Regions from separate parts of the Hordeum vulgare genome. Here region 1 is linked to region 2. Evidence: chromatin contacts called from public Hi-C data. All regions are on one chromosome and are shown on one strand. The core of a region is the stretch at or near the end of the contact, and the rest is flanking DNA. Distances in the headings are between cores, read along the strand shown.

Region 1 (5,641 bases), core at 1,231-3,730, 250 kb before region 2:
TAGAGGCTTACTAGGTACGGTGTGTTGTCTATGTATCCACAGATGTATCTGAGTTTCCATTCAATACAATTCTAGCATATATAATAAATGATTATACTGAACAAGGAAATATAATAATAACTATTTTATTTTTGCCTCTAGGGCATATTTCCAACAGTCTCCCACTTGCACTAGAGTCAATAATCTAGCGCACATCACTATGTGATTTACAATGTAATAAATATAACACCCATACAGTTCTGGTGTTGATCATGGTTTGCTCGTGGAAGAGGCTTAGTCAACGGGTGTGCAACATTCAGATCCGTGTGCACTTTGCAAGTACTTATGTCCGCCTCTTTGATGTAATCGCAGATGGCATTGAAGCGTCACTTTATGTGTCTGGTCCTCTTGTGAAACCTTGGTTCCTTGGCTAGAGCAATGGTACCAGTGTTTTTACAGAACAGAGTCATTAGATTTAATTCACTAGGCACAACTCCATGATTTGTCATGAACTCCTTCATCCACACACCCTCTTTGGCCGCCTCTGAGGCAGCTATGTACTCCGCTTCACATGTAGAATCAGCTACCACGCTTTGCTTGGAACTGCACCAGCTTACCGCACCCCCATTGAGAATAAATACGTATCCGGTTTGAGACTTAGAGTCATCCAGGTCAGTGTCAAAGATTGCATCGACGTAACCCTTTACGACAAGCTCTTCATCACCTCCATAAACGAGAAACATTTCCTTAGTCCTTTTCAGGTACTTCAGAATATTCTTGACCGTTGTCCAGTGTTCTATTCCTGGATCACTCTGAAACCTTCTCGCCATACTTATGGCAAGGCTGACATCAGGTCTTGTGCACAACATTGCATACATGATAGAGCCTATGGCTGAAGCATAGGGGCGACACTCAGCTTTTCTCTATCTTCTGCAGTTACTGGGCATTGACTCTTACTCAACTTCACACCTTGTAGCACAAGCAAGAACTCCTTCTTGGACTGCTCCATTATGAACTACTACAAAACTTTGTCAAGGTATGAGCTCTGTGAAAGTCCTATTAAGCGTCTTGATCTATCTCCATAGATCTTGATGCCTAATATGTAAGCACCTTCTCCTAGGTCCTTCATAGAAAAACTCTTATTCAAATAATCCTTTACGCTTCCCAAAATGGCTATATGATTTCCAATCAGCAATATGTCATCCAAATATAATATTAGAAATGCTATAGAGCCCCCACTCACTTTCTTGTAAATACAAGCTTCTCCACAAACTTATATAAACCCAAACGCCATGATCACCTCATCTAAGCGTTGATTACAACTTCGAGATGCTTGCACGAGTCCATAAATGGATCGCTGGAGTTTGCATACTTTCTTAGCATTCTCTGGATCGACAAAACCTTCTAAGGAGCGCTGCTTTGACATCAATTTTCCAAATTTCATAATCAAAAAATGCAGCTATTGCTAACATGATTCTGATGGATTTAAGCATCGCTACGGGTGAGAAAGTCTCATCGTAGTCAACTACTTGAACTTGTGAAAAACCCCTTGCCACAAGTCGAGTTTTATAGACGGTGATATTATCGTCTGCGTGTGTCTTCTTCTTAAAGATTCATTTATTCTGAATGGCCTTTCGCCCTTCAGGTAATACTTCCAAAGTCCACACTTTGTTTTCATACATGGATCCTATGTCAGATTTCATGGATCTAAACATTTGTTGGAATCGGGGCCCACCATCACGTCTCCATAGCTCGTAGGTTCATTGTTTCTAACAACATGACTGACAAGACAGGGTTTCCGTACCACTCAGGAGTATTACGTGCCCTTGTCGACCTACGAGGTTCGATAACAACTTGATCTGAAGCTACATGATCATAATCATCAGCCTCCTCTTCAACAGATGTAGGCTCCATAGAAACATCTTTTTGCGTTGCGTCATTCTCTGGTTGAAGTATAGATTCTATAACTATAACATCCCAAATTTCAATTTGGAATATTTTACAATTATAGCTAAGCATCTATGCATTTTGATTGAAATGAATGTGGCAACTGAATTTTCATCTGGTATTTGATTTCATTTCTTTTGGCACGTGAATTTCATTCACAAATCCCTCACAAAATACCTTGTACAACAAGTATGAGAGGAGGTAACATGACACCCCAAAAGTGAGAAGAAAAATAGTGCCAATTTATTTGAAAGTCAAATTTGATTTTATTTGGAATTTTAAAGAAAAAGTTTTATAAAGTTTTTATTTTGTGTTTAATAAATGTCCATGCTATAGGATTTATTTTTCCGATCGTTTTGATATACAATACCCTAAATATTATTTTGTGTATAGTATGTTATTTTCGTTTTATTTCTCAAAAAAAAACTGGGCTGACCCAGCCAGCCATGGGCCAGTGCCCCAGCCGACCCCACACGCACGGTGTGAGTTGCCCTAGCAAGGCAAGGAGCAAGGTGAGCCACGAGCGCTCCTCCCAGCCGCCGTTGGCTGTTTGTTTTCCAAAAAAAAGGGCAACGAACCCCATGTCATGTGTCTCTCCTCCCGATTTCCTCTCCCTCTCGTACTCTCTCTCTCTGCGTGGGACCCGCCTAGTCTTCTTCCTGTCCACGAAAACAAAACAAAGTCCAACTCCACGCACGTACGTGTACAGACGCCGACTTTGGTTTAAACTTCATGAAAATCCTATCTCTAGTCAACCCCTGCTCAAGCATCATGTCCTATAAATACCCGTGACTCTCCTCGACTAATTCTCGTAAAACCCCCACGCCAAAACCCCATATACACGAAGCTTTCGGCGTTTGGATCTTGCCACAGAAGCTGCGGTTCATCGTCGGATTCCAACGCCCGTGAGCCATTCCGAGCCTCCATCCTTTGCAGTTAGACTTATTGCGATCCTTAGCTTCTTTTTGACATGGTCTAATCTCGTATCTCCATCTACAACGACCGCCTCGAGCTCGTAACGTCGCCGTAGTTCACGGAGTTCACCTCGATACCCCGTTCGCTTCGGTCACCACCAACCTTCACATTCAGCAAAAATCGTTTGCCCTCGACGTTCCGCATCTGTTGGACAACTTCCCCGACGCCGTTGATCACGGATCACGGAGTATGTTTTTTTTTTCCGTTTTATTCCTAAAAAAACTGCTGGCCAGGCGAGCGCACCGGACGGCCAAGCTAACCATGGGCCAGCGCCCCAGCCCACCCCACACGCATGGTGGGAGTTGCCCTAGCGAGGCAATGAGCGAGGCGAGCCACGAGTGCTCCTCCCAGCCGCTGCCGGCTGTTTGTTTTTCAAACAAAGGGCAACGAACCCCACGTTATGTTTCTCTCCTCCCAATTTCCTCTCTTTCTCGTACTCTCTCTCCCTGGCGCGTGGGACCCGCTCGGTCTTCTTCCTGTCCACGAAAACAAAACAGAGTCCAACTGCACGCACGTACGCGTAAAGACGCCGACTTCGGTTTAAACTTTGTGAAAATCCTATCTCAAGTCAACCCCTGCTCCAAGCATCATGTCCTATAAAAACCCTTGTACGCGAAGCTTTCGTCATTTGGATCTCACCGCAGAAGCTGCGGTTCATCGCCATATTCCGACGCCCGTGAGCCATCTCGAGCCTCCATCTTGTGTAGTTAGACTTTTTTCAATCCCTAGCTTCTTTTTGACAAGGTTTAATCTCATCTCTTCGTCTATAGCGACCACCTCGAGCTCGTAACGACGTCTTAGTTCACGGAGTTCACCTCGACGCCCCGCTCGCTTCGTTCACCATCAACCTTCACCTTCAGCAAAAAATCGGTCGCCCTCGATGTTCCACATGTGTTGGACAACTTCCCCGACGCTGTTGATTGCGGGAGCCGCCTCACCATCGTCATCTTCTTCTGTGCCTCCTCATATTTGTTGTGTGTAAGTTATTTTCATATTAGTTAAGTAGAGATTGTTTACCTTTTAGCCTTGTAGCGAACACTTGCAGCAAACCAATGATAGCCACGTGTCGCATATCCGCAATTTAATGTTTTCAGAAAAATCTCGTTTTTAAATTAGATCTCAGTTTTGTTTTGTATCTTTAGTTTTATAACTCCGTTTTCTTGTTGCTACAGATTCAAAAAAATCCCCTCTATCACGTGGAACCATCAAAAAAAATATATTTTTGAACTTTTAATTTTCGAGTTCAAACAGATTTGTAGTAAACACTAATTTAGGTATAACTTTTATTTAGAATTTTGTTTTTGATTGTTTCTTTTTGCTAATGATTTCGACATGTTATGTTTATCGAGAGGTCTAATGAAAATATATTTTGTATTTATAAATTTTCGATCTGGACAGATTCAAGATTTATTTTAAATAGGTCATAACTTTTGTTTTATAGAACCTTTTTATTTGATTCTTTTTGTGTAGAAAAGTTTAGGTGAAATACTTTCTGTTAATTTCATTAGTCTTATTTTTTTCTGTTAAGATGTTATTAGCTACAGAAAACTATTTATAGTTTGCTTTGTTTTTACTAAAAGCTTTGCCATGGACTTTTGGATGAATTCTTTATTTGGTTTTTCTCTCTTGTCTACGTTAGTGTTATTGGTTGTTTTAATATTATTAGTTTTTACTTGTTGTTATGTTTATGTTGTGCTTATTGCGTGAACTGTTTGTCTCTTAGATCATCCGGAGTGCGAGGCTTGCTATATAGAGTCACTCGAGTTTGAAGACCGTCAGCAAGGCAAGTTCACATTGATCATGTATTAGCTATGATTTTATTGCATTAGTTCAACTTTTTCCACCATTGCATGTAAAGTAGGTAAATTGGAAACTTGGTTCTTGAGTAGTATCATGTGGTAGGCACCCCATAAACCCTTGTCACTTTGGTCCGGGAGACGATGTTTTCTTTGCTATGCTTTAGTAGACGGGGTAGGTTGAGTGTTTATCATGAGAGTTGTGAGACTTAATGAATGACCAAGACCTCAACACTTCAAGATTTTCAAGACCTCATGATTGCAATATACCTCTGGGTGGAAATTGGTTGAACGACACCCTGGAGTACCCAGTGATAGCCTAGGTGTTGCTGAAGAAGTGCGAGTGTTCACGCGGAAAGTTCCACCCAGGTACGAAGAGATGGATGGATACTTCAAGACCCGAGGCTTACCTGCATAGCCACAAGCCATTATGGGCTCTGGCTTGGTTGGACATCGTGGCGACTCTGGATGGGTTGTGCTACGAGATGTAGAAGAACGGTAGGAATGGATGGGCACCGACAATCGCTCAGAGGAACCCGTTGGAAGACCATGTTTTGATCATCCGGTTCTCAAACACCTTGCTGTGCGAGGACTTCAATGGAGGCGATCAAATCTTGTGGGAAACGTGTGCAAAACTCTGTAGAGTACCAAACCTAATCGATTAGTCATGTCCACGATTACGGACAACTTGAGCCAAAGGAACCGAAACTATGAGGAATTCTTGACACAAATAAATTTAATGATGTGGGAATTATTATTTGGGTATGAGAAATGTTTGGTGGAACCTTCTCATTAAACAACCAATATGTAGTAATTATTTTCGCTTTTGCCCCCTCTCCTGTTGTAGGAAAAATTTGCTTTCCGCTAAAATTTACAGCCCCACCTGCCATATATGCATATAGTGTAGATGATATTTTCACCCCTCTTTTTTGTGACTTGCCGTC
Region 2 (6,123 bases), core at 1,895-4,394:
TACCGTAGGGTCTCGCAGCACATGGAGGTGGTGCACCGTGCATTGCACGAGCATGAAATTGTCGTGGATGCAACCGGGTAGATCCAATTTAGAGTGTAGATCCAATTTAGAGCATGAAATTGTCATTCAGCTTTAATCTCGTTGGGTGCAACCGGTAAATCCAAACCAATTCTAAATGCTACTCCCTCCGTTTCTAAATATAGTTTAAAGTGTAGATGCATTCATTTTGCTCTGTATGTAGTCTATAGTGGAATCCCTACAAAGTCTTATATTTAGGAACAGAGGGAGTAGAAGCAAAGCTGTGGTAGCTGGACTGTCCGTCAAGGCACCAACTGCATGCAAATCCAGTATCTGATGCTCATGAAGGGCAAAGCAAAGCTGAAACACTGCACACAAAAAAGAAGGAAAAAACATAAAGCAGCAACCAGCAGCTACGCACAAGCAGAATAACCTTCATAGTCATTATAAAGAAGACAGTGCCTTTCTTTTGTCCAGAAGACAACACAGGTACCTCAACCTTACTTGGAAAGTGATTTGCCTTGAGGTTTCAACAAACATTATCACTAGTCAGCCCTATTTCTAGAATGCAATTTCAAATCGTACAAGGTAGCATGGCTCTAATCTTTATTCTACATGAATTCTCATGGATCACAGAGTTGGTTATAAATTGAACAGTGAAAGCACCTCGTCAAACACCCATGGGACAGTGGATCTTTCAATGATCTAATCTATGCAATCACAAAGCATACGTTCCTCTCAACTTACTGCACACTCCACCACCACTCTTCTTGTTAATCTTCCCTGCACAAATTTGACCACATTAGTTGAGAATATCCAATGAGTTTATTCACTGATCCTTCTACCCCCCCCCCCCACCCACCCACCCACACACAAAATCACTCGACAAGCATATCCAACAGTCCAACAGCATACCATTGGTTTATGTTACAGAATACAATCAGAAGACATGATCCTACCAGAAAATTCAGAACCTTTACCATGCAATTCACAGCACCCCACTAGACAGCATCTACTTTCCAATTCATTCTAGTGTCATCTCAAGAATACACTTTAAATCATACTCCCTCCGTTCCAAAATAAGTGTCTTAAGCTTAGTACAACTTTGTGTTAGAGCCAGTACAAAGTTAAGACAGTTATTTTGGGACGGAGGGAGTACAAGGTAGCATGGCTCCAATCTTTATACTGAATTATCATGGAGCACAGAGTTGGTGCTAAATTGAACAGTGAAAACACCTGATCAAACAGCATTGGACCTTGGATATTTGAATAATCTAATCTACAACCACAAAACTTACATTCCTCTGAACTTACTGCCTACTCCACCACTACTCTTCTTGTGAACCTTCACTGCACAATTTTGAGCACATTAGTTGAGGCTATCTGATGGTCTTATTCGTTGACTCTTCGTACCGAAAAAAAAAATCAATCACCTGACAAGCATATCAGTCACAGTCAAACAGCATAGCATTGGCGGCCTATGCCATGAAATACAATTAGAAGATAACGAACCCTACCTGAAAATTCAGAACCTTTACCATGCAATTCACAGCGCCCCACTAGACTGTATCTACTTTCCGATCCATTCAGTTTCCTTTTAGTGACATCTCAAGCTGCTCCATCCTCCGGGCTAGATCATGTTTCCCAAGATGCCGCAGCCCATCAACAACAACGTTAAAGGTTGGCGCCCGTGGCGCGAACCCAGCCTCACTCATCTCAAGAAGGTAGTTTGCAGCATCCAAGAACCGACCACCCCTCACACACATTTTCACAAGCATCACATACACAGGCCGATTAGGTGGGTGCCCCTTGGACTTCATATCACCAAAGAAGGCGAAAGCATCAGCGAAACGACCTGCCTTGCAGAGCGCCTTGACGATCGCCGCATATAGACTTGGGAAGGGCCGGTGGCCATCCTCAATAGCCGCATAGAACAATCGGAATGCCTCCTCAATTCGACCAGCCTTGGCCACGGCCGGTAGCATCACTTTGTAAGTTGAGATATCTGGGCACATGCCACGACTGGAAGCATCGGCAAGAAGACCCACCGCGAATTCCACATCACCAGCATCGCAAAGCGCCTGGGCGAGCGAGTTGAATGTGGCCACGTCGGGGAGGACGCCCTCCTTGGTGATGCGGAGGGCGAATGCCTTGGCTTCCTCCAGGCGCCCAGCTCGGACGAGCCCGTCGACGAGGAGGTCCCGGCCGCGCACTGGCGGCCGGAACCCGCGGGTGGCCATGTCGTCCAGGAACGCCTGCGCCTCCCGGAGCTTCCCCGATGCGCACCAGGCGTCGACGAGCGTGCTGAAGGTGGCGCGGTCGGGGGCCACGCCCTTGCGCGCCATGCGGCGGAGCAGCTTGTAGGCGCCGGCGAAGTTGCCGTTGGCGCAGAGCGCGTCGAGAAGGGCGTTGTAGACCTCGGTGGTCTGCGGGCACCCGAAGTGGGGAAGGCGATTGAAGACCTCGACGGCCTGCTCGGCGAGACGGGAGTGGCCGTAGGACGAGATGACCGCTGAGAAGGTTGCCGGAGAGAGGGGGAGGCCGAGCGCGCGCATGTCGGAGGCCTGGGTCCACAGGTGGGTGAAGAGGCGCGCGCGGGCGAGCGGGAGGAGCAGCGCGTCGAAGTGATCGGCGGAGGGGGAGAAATTGGGCTTCGCCCGGATCCACGCGAGGAAGCGGGCGGCGTGGAGGGGCTCAGAGGGGGCAGCGGCGCGGATGACGCGGAGCGCGAGGTCCGGCGGGAATGGGGACGGGAGGCGGAGGCGGTTCAGGGTGCGCTCCAGGTAGAAGTCGCGCCGTACGATGGTGGAGAGGTGGTTTACCGCCGCGAAGTAGGCGTCCTTGGAGGTGGGGTGGTGCGGCAGCTCCTCTTCGCCGGCCGCGTAGTCGGGGAGCGTGGCGAGTCGGCGGAGGCCGAGCCGGTCGCCGAGGCGGCGGAGAACGGCGGCGGAAACGGAGGACGACATTTCTCGCCTCCTCACACCCGCGGAGAACGGGAGCTAACGGTGGAGCTGGGCGGCCCATTCTGTACAGAGCAAGTAGTAATGGGCTAACTTTCTGTTTTTCTGGCTTAGACTGCACTGGCCCATTCGAGCCCATGTAACTAGGGTTTGTGGAGGGTATAAACACTGCCTCGCCTTGCAAACCCTGCCCCGCCGCCGCTCTTCTTCCTCCTCTCTTCGTGTTAGGGTTAGGGTCGCTCCCTCCCGAAGGTAGCAAGCGAGCTCCCAGCTGGTTTGCCCGGGTGATTTTATCCTCGCCGTCTGATTCGAAATCCTTCTGTTGGTTTTTTCCCGGCAGATCAGAGATGGCGGTGCCGATTCTGACGAAGAAGATCGTGAAGAAGAGGGTCAAGCACTTCAAGAGGGCCCATAGCGACCGCTACATTGGCCTCAAGGTATCAACCTCTTCCGCAATACTTGTATGCAGTGGATATTGGAAGTCGATATGGCCAGGTTCTAGATCCTGATTGTTACGCATGCCGTATTTTCAACTTTCAAACTTCACCGCGGTTCATGGCCTCCTGTAGTATCTTCGTTGTATAATCTGGTGGTCTGTTATTCACTTGTGATTCTTAGTCGCTGTATGCCAAATTTATCACTTGGGCTTAGGCTATGTTATTGTGGAATGCTAGTGTTGGAGTCGTTGATTCAGCACGAGAGTGTTATAAGATATTAGCGAATGTTGCTATAGAAATTTACTGAGTGTTCTGAAGGTGGTAACCATTTAGGATGTGAACAATCACAAAGTAGTACTCCCTCTGTACCTAAATACTTGTTGGGGAACACTACTGCAAGTACCCCCAACTACAAGTATTGTGGTACAGAGGGAGTATAACTGAATGATGCATGTTTAAATTGAAATTGTTTGTTGCACGTGTACATCAAAGAGCACTGTGTTGAAAGATTATAACAGACCTTTTAGGTTGGCATTTGTGTTTTTGTCTTACCTTATTTGCTTATTGATGACTTTGTAAAGAAAGGAAGTGATGGCTTAGTAAAAGGTCTGAGTAAGAAAACATCTTCTTGAGCAAATATTGGTTGAATGAAGAGGGCCCTAGCCCTTGCATTAGTATTGTACTGTGGCTGTCGCAACCTCTTCTACAGCAATTTATTCATGTCTTCATGAAGTTGGATGAATTAAAAAAAGGCGTGGGCTTCATTCTGAGTATGAATGCTTTGCTTAGACTTCTCCAAACACTTGTTTCCTAATGTTTGCTCAAGAAGTTATGGTTTTCTGCATGATTAGTACATTCTGTCTGATCCTTTCAGCTTAACTACTTCTACACTGTTATGTATTCTTTGGCCGAGCAGCATTTTCTTAGTGTGTTATTCCTCAATGTTATGTTCTGTAAATTTTTTTGTTGCAAGTATACCCTCACACACCAAAACAGCAAGTGGTTTGTTTCTTTGCTCAATTATATTTATTTGTGTGTTGTTCGCGGGTACAAGTATGACCAGGAAGCTTAACGTGTACTCCCTCCGTTCCTAAATATACGTCTTTTTAGAGGTTCAACTAATGAACTACATACGGATGTATATAGACATATTTTGGAGTATAGATTCATTCATTTTGCTCTGTATGTAGACACCTAATGAAATATCTTAAAAGACTTATATTTAGGTACGGAGGGAGTAAGATAGTAGCTGCTTGTAGTTTTAACATTGTTTCTGAATGTCATAAAATTATTATTGTCCATTATAAAATCCACAAGGAGCAGGTGATGCTAGCTTGTTTGGTAATTCATGTGTTGAATCTTGTATTTCCACCTCTTTTAGACTTGTCCTCTTGTTCATTATGTTATATTGTGCTTAAACTGAACAATATTTTGGTTTTTGATTGTAGCAAAGCTGGCGCAGGCCAAAGGGTATTGATTCCCGTGTCAGGAGAAAGTTCAAGGGATGCACCTTGATGCCCAACATTGGCTACGGTTCTGACAAGAAGACCAGGCATTACCTTCCCAACAAGTTCAAGAAGTTTGTTGTCCACAATGTCTCTGAGCTGGAGCTGCTTATGATGCACAACAGGTAAATGCGTGTTCATCATGCCGTTTACAGTACTGTCTTCCACTATTATGGTATGCTAATTGTAATATGCCTTGTTCCTTGCAATCAGGACCTACTGTGCGGAGATTGCGCACAACGTCTCCACCAAGAAGCGCAAGGACATCGTTGAGCGTGCCGCACAGCTCGACATCGTGGTTACCAACAAGCTTGCCAGGCTCCGCAGCCAAGAGGATGAGTAAACTGTCTGTTGGTGCTATGTTTTGGTCTGGTTCGTATGTAGGGAATTATTCTGCCGTCGTTCGTTTTGTGTCTGCCAGGGATATCTGCTGTTCCTACCTTTTTGCTACTAGTGCCGACTGTAATGTGTCAAAGATCTACTATTGCCTTTATAATCTACTCCATCCGTCCCGTAATATAAGAGCGTTTTTAACACTACCAGTGCTGACTGTAGATATCATTGCCAATTGCTGAAAAATTGTGTGTTAAAGTGGGTTTCGGTTGTGCTTCATATTCCGGTGATCAAATTTAATCATCTGTTTTGAAGCACTTAGGTTGAGATCTTGTCACACTGTTGTGGTTGTGATACTACATCAGACAACGTCAAGTAGGAAGTATGGTCTCTACCTGCTTGAACATGAAAGTCTCAATGATGATTTATCTCAAAGGTTGTTTTAGAGCGTACCCCTGAAAATTCCTGGAAAACAAAGGTGGCTGGGAAATTGTTGACCTGGCCTTTCGTTCTGAGCTAACTGCATCTCTTCTTCGGGCTTCATCCCATTCCAAACATGCATGTGACAGCTACGCTAGCGGCTTATAGCAAGGTAACAACCATTCACGGAAACGACGTGCATGCATGCTCGCGGACATTTTTAGCTACAACACGTACGTGCCTAGCCATCTTTCCTGGTGCATTTGCACCATTTCTTCTCGACTTGAACGGCCTCCCATGCATGGCATTGACAACCAGGGGTGACCGACCATTGGGGGATCTATGTATTATTTCACGACCATTGGGGGATCTATGTATTATTTCATGCACTATGGCCCCATACACCGACGAAGTTTGCCCTCCACAACAGTTTTGCAGTGGGATGCAACA

The links. A called contact is a pair of places that touch in the nucleus more often than the background predicts.
Region 1: a contact with region 2 is called in a Hi-C map of leaf, with 3 times the contacts expected there. The contact joins the enhancer-like site here to the promoter of LOC123407001 in region 2. A contact is called at or near these places in 2 of 6 Hi-C or Micro-C datasets (leaf and seedling) and 1 of 1 datasets of contacts at active chromatin or transcription factors (embryo).

What each region holds. Positions count from the first base shown.
Region 1 is chr7H:194,877,175-194,882,815 of MorexV3_pseudomolecules_assembly, reverse strand. No RefSeq gene overlaps it. Among protein-coding and RNA genes, the nearest start is that of LOC123406999, 250 kb to the right of the region's middle. Within about 2 kb of position 2,480, at least 3 of the 3 cell types and tissues checked have open chromatin away from gene starts, as enhancers often do. A contact at or near this core is called in leaf and seedling, where this site is marked.
Region 2 is chr7H:194,625,941-194,632,063 of MorexV3_pseudomolecules_assembly, reverse strand. LOC123407001 (60S ribosomal protein L32-1) reads left to right here and starts at 3,144. Exons shown (of 4, transcript XM_045100027.1): 1 at 3,144-3,230; 2 at 3,319-3,415; 3 at 4,864-5,045; 4 at 5,134-5,437. The coding sequence starts at 3,326. The coding sequence ends at 5,263. It overlaps LOC123406999 (pentatricopeptide repeat-containing protein At5g18390, mitochondrial), which reads right to left and starts at 3,081. Exons shown (of 3, transcript XM_045100026.1): 1 at 1,536-3,081; 2 at 1,317-1,368; 3 at 433-796. The coding sequence starts at 2,984. The coding sequence ends at 1,605.